2 separate regions of the Sus scrofa genome follow, and region 1 is linked to region 2. A link is a contact called in public Hi-C data. All regions are on one chromosome and are shown on one strand. The core of a region is the stretch at or near the end of the contact, and the rest is flanking DNA. Distances in the headings are between cores, read along the strand shown.

Evidence for each region. Hi-C and Micro-C count contacts between places; a contact is called where the count stands out from the background.
Region 1: a contact with region 2 is called in a Hi-C map of liver, with 1.6 times the contacts expected there. The contact joins the promoter of LOC110257381 here to the promoter of PRPF6 in region 2. A contact is called at or near these places in 7 of 47 Hi-C or Micro-C datasets (blood, embryonic fibroblasts, fetal heart ventricle and 3 more) and 1 of 2 datasets of contacts at active chromatin or transcription factors (alveolar macrophages).

Annotation. Positions count from the first base shown.
Region 1 is chr17:62,777,291-62,780,406 of Sscrofa11.1, forward strand. LOC110257381 reads left to right here and starts at 1,444. Exons shown (of 1, transcript XM_021077612.1): 1 at 1,444-3,116. The coding sequence starts at 1,610. The coding sequence ends at 2,317. It overlaps DNAJC5 (dnaJ homolog subfamily C member 5), which reads left to right. Exons shown (of 6, transcript XR_002339937.1): 6 at 1-3,116.
Region 2 is chr17:62,814,104-62,817,346 of Sscrofa11.1, forward strand. It overlaps PRPF6 (pre-mRNA-processing factor 6), which reads left to right and starts at 1,406. Exons shown (of 21, transcript XM_021077613.1): 1 at 1,406-1,641. The coding sequence starts at 1,571.

The DNA of each region.
Region 1 (3,116 bases), core at 194-2,693, 37 kb before region 2:
CATGTCCGTCTGTGTTGTGGGCGTGTTGCAGCCAGGCCGTGTTCACCCGGCGGGGCGGGGGCAGGGGGGCGCCTCAGGGCTTTCAGTCCGGTCTGTGCCCTGGGTGGATGGCCCGCGTGGCGCCTCGCGGCCAGGCGGGCCCAGACAGGCTGGGAGCTGTGGGGTCTGCCCGCTGCCCTCTGTGCACGACCGTGTGGCCGCAGGCAGGGCCGTTGGACTCAGGCGCCTGGCGGGAGCTGGGCCCAGCCGCCCGGCGTGGCCCTTCCGTGGTGTTGGTCCCGAGGACAGTCTGTGCGGCCTCTTCGCCTTGTGGGCTCGGCCTGGCAGCGGGCGTTCCCCGTGTGCGGCTGTGGCGGTCGCTGCAGGAGGCTCTGCTGACCACAGTCTTGCCGTGTCGGACCTGAGGCCGGTCCCCGCCCCCTCACCAGGCGTGGGAACGGTCCCGCACTTGCCCAGGCCACGGGCCGGATGGACAGGGCCCCCTCCCGCAGCCCCGCTCCCCCCGCCCGCACCTTGTCTTCGCCCACATCTCTGCAGGACCCCCTGGCCCTTTCGGGACCCCCTCAGCATCGCAGATGGCAGCAGTGGCCCGGGCCTCGGGAGTCGGGGGCTGAGAGTCCTGGCTGCCGGTGGCGAGCGGCCGTACAGCCCTCCCCTGTGCCACCCAGAGCGCCCAGCCGCCCCCTTCCTTCGCATGGTCCCTTTGGCTGGTGTTGATGGCTCGGGTAGAGCTAGAGGCATCGGACTCAGAGGAAGGACCAGCTGGACCAAAGGCGCACTCTGGGTAGAGGGGTGGGTTCCAGGAGGCCCTGGGCCCTTCAGCGTGTTTGCCCGCGGCCAGGCCACGGAAGCCCTGGGAGGGCGCTCCTGCCTGGCCTGTGCGTGACACTGCCGGGTTTCTGCAGAACGAGCCGAGGGAACAGCCAGTGGGAAGGACGGGGTGGGGGCCGCACGCAGGGAGGTCAGACGCACCTGAAGTCACTGGCGGCATCGGCGGCGTCCCCTGTTCCCCCTCCCCCCCCCCCGCCGCCGCCGCCGTGGCCCGAGCACTCCAGGAGCCGTGCTGGGGGAGGCCCCGTTTTGTTGGGGGTTTTGTGCGGGAGGATGATCACGGAGGTGTCCAGTGAGGGAGGTGCGCCCTGATACTGAGCTAGAAGGGCCCCGGGCTTGGGCTGCTGGGAGGGTTAGGAAATGCACTGTCTCACCGCCCAGGACGGGGAGGAGGCCCCATGCAGGGCGGTCTTCACTGCCAGTTCCCGTCCAGCAGCAGGAGTCCAGCCCGAGGGGGAGGCAGCCAGTCTTCCTGCTGTCTCTGGAAATAACTAGGAAGTGAGTTGTTTGCCCCGAACGGCCAAGAACCCAGCTCAAAGCTTCGGGCAGGAAGCCGCCCCTGCACCGTGTCTGTGCTCTTGCTTTGTGTCCAGAAGCACTGAGGCCCGTGGCACACGCCAGTGGTCCCCTGCCGGGGGTCTTTCGGTTCTAGAATCTTACGGATCGTCTCCTAGAAACATGACGCTCCCTGGAGGCCCGGGTGGCGTGGGAAGGAGGGGCAGGTCTGGGTCGAACCCGTCCCCTGTGGGGTTTGTAAAAATGAGATAAGTGGTGAGTGATGACAGCAGCCCTCAAGCCGATGCTGATGCTGCCCCGAGGCCCAGGCCCCCGGGAGCTGAGCCCGGGTCTGGACCACCCCCCGCCTGACCCAACCCGAAGCGTGTCCTCTCTGGGGTCCGGGGCAGAAGCCTTTCCCAGGGGTCTACTGTCCACACTCGCAGGCCGCCTCCTGGCTGGAGACCAAGGTCCCCGGGTGCCCTTTGCCCGCGTGGTTGTCTGTTCTCTGGGGAGCAGTGTCGTGTCTGGAGGGGTGCAGCCGCGCCTGTGCTCGGCAAGGACAGCTCTCTGCCTGTCGTGGTGGGGACAGGCGTGCTGTGGGCCTCACGCTAGGTGGCCCGCCGTGGCCAGGGCTGGGGGACCCGAGGGTGGGTGGGGACAGGGCTGTGCACGTCTCTGTTTGTGCGTGGTGACTGGTTCCCGGGCCTTCGGGCCTTACCCTGCTTCCCGCTGCTTTCGCTGTGAGCCCTCCCGCTTCTCTGGTCAGTCGAGTGGGACCGCTGGGCAAAGCCTGGGCGCGCTGGGCGGGGCGGGCGGCGTGTCCACACCGCTGGCCGGGGAGCCCGTCCGGGGCGGCCTGGTCAGCATCTGGAGGGAGTGCGCCCGGGAGAGCCCTGCCTGTCCTGGCTCAGTGCGTGCGCCCGGGGGGCAGCTTGGAGGCTGTGGCAACGGGCCTGATCGCATTCCTCTGGCGGCTTCTGAGCTGTGAACTCTGTGACCCGGGACTCACCTGTTGCGCTCCTCCTCCTGTGGAATTGGCAGCCAGCTCCGTTTCCTCCTGTCGTTTCAAGCACGGTTGGCGTCGTCTGCTGTAGGTGTGGGCGTAGTGTGGGTGTAGTGTGTGTACATATGTGTATATGTATATATCACGCAGCAGGCGTGACTGCTGCTATCCAGTGGCGAAGCAACAAGTACAATAAAAATCGGCTCCAAATTGGCCTCTGGTTTCTTGACGAGTCGCGGTGGGAGCCGGGCCTCAGTGTCTGGTGTCTTGCTCCTTGCGCGGAAGGCGGCACCGACCCCACTGTGCGCCCGGAGCCGGTGCCTGCCCCCTGCGAGTCCAGGGTGGGGGCAGGACCACCCAGGCGGCGACTGGGCAAGCGCTGCCCATCCCTCCCTGGGCCCCGTTGCTCTCCTGACCCAGAGGTGGGTGGCACGGCCCTGTGACACTCAGGTGGCTGGAAACCCTCCCTCTCTTTAAACATGAAAACCAGTTTATGCACCAGATGGAGTCTGACAGCTGTGCTCAGAGGGCCCCTGTCCTGCACACAGACCCACCCTGCGGGTTCCTGAGGAAGACGGGGCCACACCGCCACCCTCCAGGAGGGGGCTGGCCGCGGCGCGTCTCTGGAAAATGGGGTGATGTGGCGGGGGAGGCAGTTTACACTGAAACGTTCCCGACGTGGTGAGAAGCTCTGTGCGGGTGTGGGAACCGTTGTGGTCCCCGTGCTGCTCTCGTCCTCCTGGGGCCTGACCTCTGCCCTGGCGCCTGTGCACACCGGGGGCCA
Region 2 (3,243 bases), core at 156-2,655:
GGCGCGCGGATCTGCGTATGCGAACGGTGCCTGCCAGGGCACGGGCCGGCAGTGCGCACCTGGGCGTGCAAGGACAAGGGACTCTGTGCACCGGCAGGAGATCCAGAGGTCTGCAGGAGCATCTGAGTCAGGGACATAAGAGTGCGTGTGTGGAGGGGAGAGGGTAGTGTACCTGCTCCGGGGAGCTTCTGTCCACTGGGGGCCAGGTCAAGGGCCAGACCTAACCCATTCTCCTATGTCAGTTTACTTATTCCTTTATTCACGTCATCTCCAGACCTCTCCAGTGGTCTCCCTGTCCAACGGGCACTCGTTTCCCCAGAGAAGTCAGTTCGACCCTTTCTTATTCCCCACAACACCGCAAACTTCTGGAGGACAGCAGGGTCTCTCCCCTCCCCTCTGGAGACCCAGAATCTGACTCAGCGTCCAGGGCGTGGTGCTGAAAGGGATTCGGCTGGGGGCAAGGAGGAGGGAGAAACTCTGAGAAGGCTGCAGCAGGCAGGAGAGCTATGTTTGCTCCAGGACCCCAGTGAGAAAGGTTAGGGTGGGCTGGGGGCTGCCTGGTCCAGCAGAAGGCTAAACATGTGGCCAGCTTTTTGCTTGCTTTGCCTAGAGCCTGAGGGCTCTCCCCAGGTGAATGTGGGGGCCAGAGGATGTCCCACAGCCACCTCAGCAAACGTGCACATGGACACACAGACATGTATGCCAAGGACGGTCATGCATATTCACCTAAAATATGAGCACAGGTGGCTTGACTTGCACCTGTGCCCACGGACACACGGAATTCACCCACATGCTGTGACCACTCATGCCCGCATACTAACTTGTCCTGGTGCATTTATTTATGCTCATCAATTAGCTCCCTAGGATCTGGGCTCCCACCCTCACCAGAAGCACCTGAATGTTCAGGGTATGGTGGGGGTGGGGGCCTGTACAGGTACCGGCGCTGCCGGATCGGGTCCAGAAATCTGAGCGCGGAGAGCCAGGGAAGCAGTCTGCACCCGGGGACACGCGATCACAACACATACACTCCGCATAAGCTCTACACAACTGGCTGGGTGTGCAGCCCCCGGAGCTGTGTTAGGCCCTGCCCCGGGGCCAGGGCGACTGGGCGGGGGGCAGGGAGGGCGGATCCGGGAGGCGGGGGACCCATAGGTCCTGCCCATACAGGCAGGTATCGGAAATGCATCGAGTACACGCAGTTAGCAGGGCCGCCCCGGCTCAAGGTTTGAGGTTCCCCCGTGTGCAGACTGCTAATCGAGGGCTAATCGAGGGTGACACCGCCCGCCCGCCCGCAGCTACACGAGCAGGCGCCCCCCGCGCATGCGCCTATCGCGTCTCGGTCTCGGAGTCAAGGAGCCGCCGGAAGCGGGCGGAAGTCGCCTTTAGGGAACTTCCGGTCGGGGCCGCCGAGGTGGGCGGGGATCTGTCGGTTCGCGCGCTCTGCTTCCGGGGCGCGGGTGACGCGGGCGCGCGAGCTCTTCCTGCGGCGGCGCTTCGGTCGTCTGTCGTCTTTGGCCTCCGGCCGCAGCCTCCGTCCTTTCCCTTCCCGGCCGTCGGCGTCACAGCCGCGATGAACAAGAAGAAGAAGCCGTTCTTGGGCATGCCCGCTCCGCTCGGCTACGTGCCCGGGCTGGGCCGGGGGTGAGGCCTGGGGCGGGCCGCGCGCTGGGGTGGAGCCCCGGGCGGGACCGTGGTCGCGTCGCGACTGCCCACACGTCTCAGTGAGGCGGCGGGTCGGGGCGGGGAGGACGAGAGCAGCGGTGGCGCAGGGTTGGCCAGGTCTTTGTGGGAAGAACGGCGTCCTGGGTTCGGACAGACCCGAGCGAGGCTGCCTCCCCAGGAGACGGGACACCGGGGCGCTCTGAGCCCGGTGTTTGTGCTGAGAGGCGGGTGGTAACGCCGTCTTGCGAGTGTGCAGTGCTTGTAGTTGAGCACCGTGGCTACTACCCCCCAGGCCAGGCATCGCCCCCCCCCAACCCCTGCCTTGAACGGGACTGATTCCCCCACCGTCCGGCCGGGGTCCTCTGTGTGCTCGCTCAGGGTTGCTCGTTCTTCCGCTGCGGTGTCGGTGGTCACAGTACTGCCTGTTCAGAGTCAGCTCTCCGCGGGCAGGGGTGGCATCTGTGAGGCTTGTGACTGGGTCCCCTAGATCAGATGACGGCCGTTTATTGCTGAGGAATTGAGCAGTTATTATCTTCTTTTGTGGTTTGATGACTGTCTTCAGTGTTGTTTTTGGGTTGCTTTTTCTTATTTCTGTGTGTATCTCTTGTAGATTTTTGGTTTGCAGTTACCGTGAAGTTTTGATATAGGAGTCTTTGTATACACAGGGTTGTTGTAAGCTGTTGGTCTCTTCATTGCCAGTGCATCCCCAGCATCCTGCCTTTGTACCCTCCTCTGCTCCCGATTTCTGGGTTTGGTGGCCTGTTTGTGTGTGGCTGACCTTCTCCCTTTCTCACGTGTTTGTCTTTGCCGGTGAGCCCCGTCACTCGTCATAGTTTTGTTTCTGGTTATGGTCTCCTTCTACCTAGAGAGGTTCCTTTAGTATTCGTTGTAAAGCTGGTTTAGTGGTGCTGAATTCTCTTAGCTTTTGCTTGCCTGTAAAGCTTTCGTTTCCTCCTTCAAATCTGAATGAGAGCCTTGCTGCGTAGAGGCTGCGGTCGGAGCTGTGTTGAAGCTAGGGAAGCTCCATGCAGGGGGGTAGCTTGCTTCCTAACGAGATGGGATGGGAGTCATGGTCTCAGGAGCATGGGTTCTGGGGGGAGACCCTGTAGAGCTTGGAGGCGGGTGGGAGGGAGAGGGAGGCCGAGCCAATGCCATGGTGCCTGGGACGGCACTGCCACCACCCGCTGAAACAGCCCAGAGCTGCCGCTGCAGGGCCGGTGCGGAAGGGGAGCTCTGCCTGGGCCGAGCTGCGTTGGAAGGCCCGGGTGGAGTGGGAGAGGGAGATGCCTAGCAGGTGTTGGGAATGGGAGGCTGGTGCCCTGGCGAAGCCCTCTCCCGGAGAACGGGGGTGGCAGGAGAGAGCCTTGGTAGCCTCCTCAGCTTCCTGTCCTGAAGCGGACGGACGGCGACGTTGGAGAGCACGGCTGTGTGGGGTTCCCTGCACACACGGCACTGTGGGGAGTTCACGGGATCTTTGGAGGTTTCCCAGAGCAGTTGGAAAAGTAGGTGTCATCAGGTGACGCCTGTGGAGGGAAAAGCACAGAAACAAGGCCACTCAGATAAGTGGGCGTCTTGGGGTCT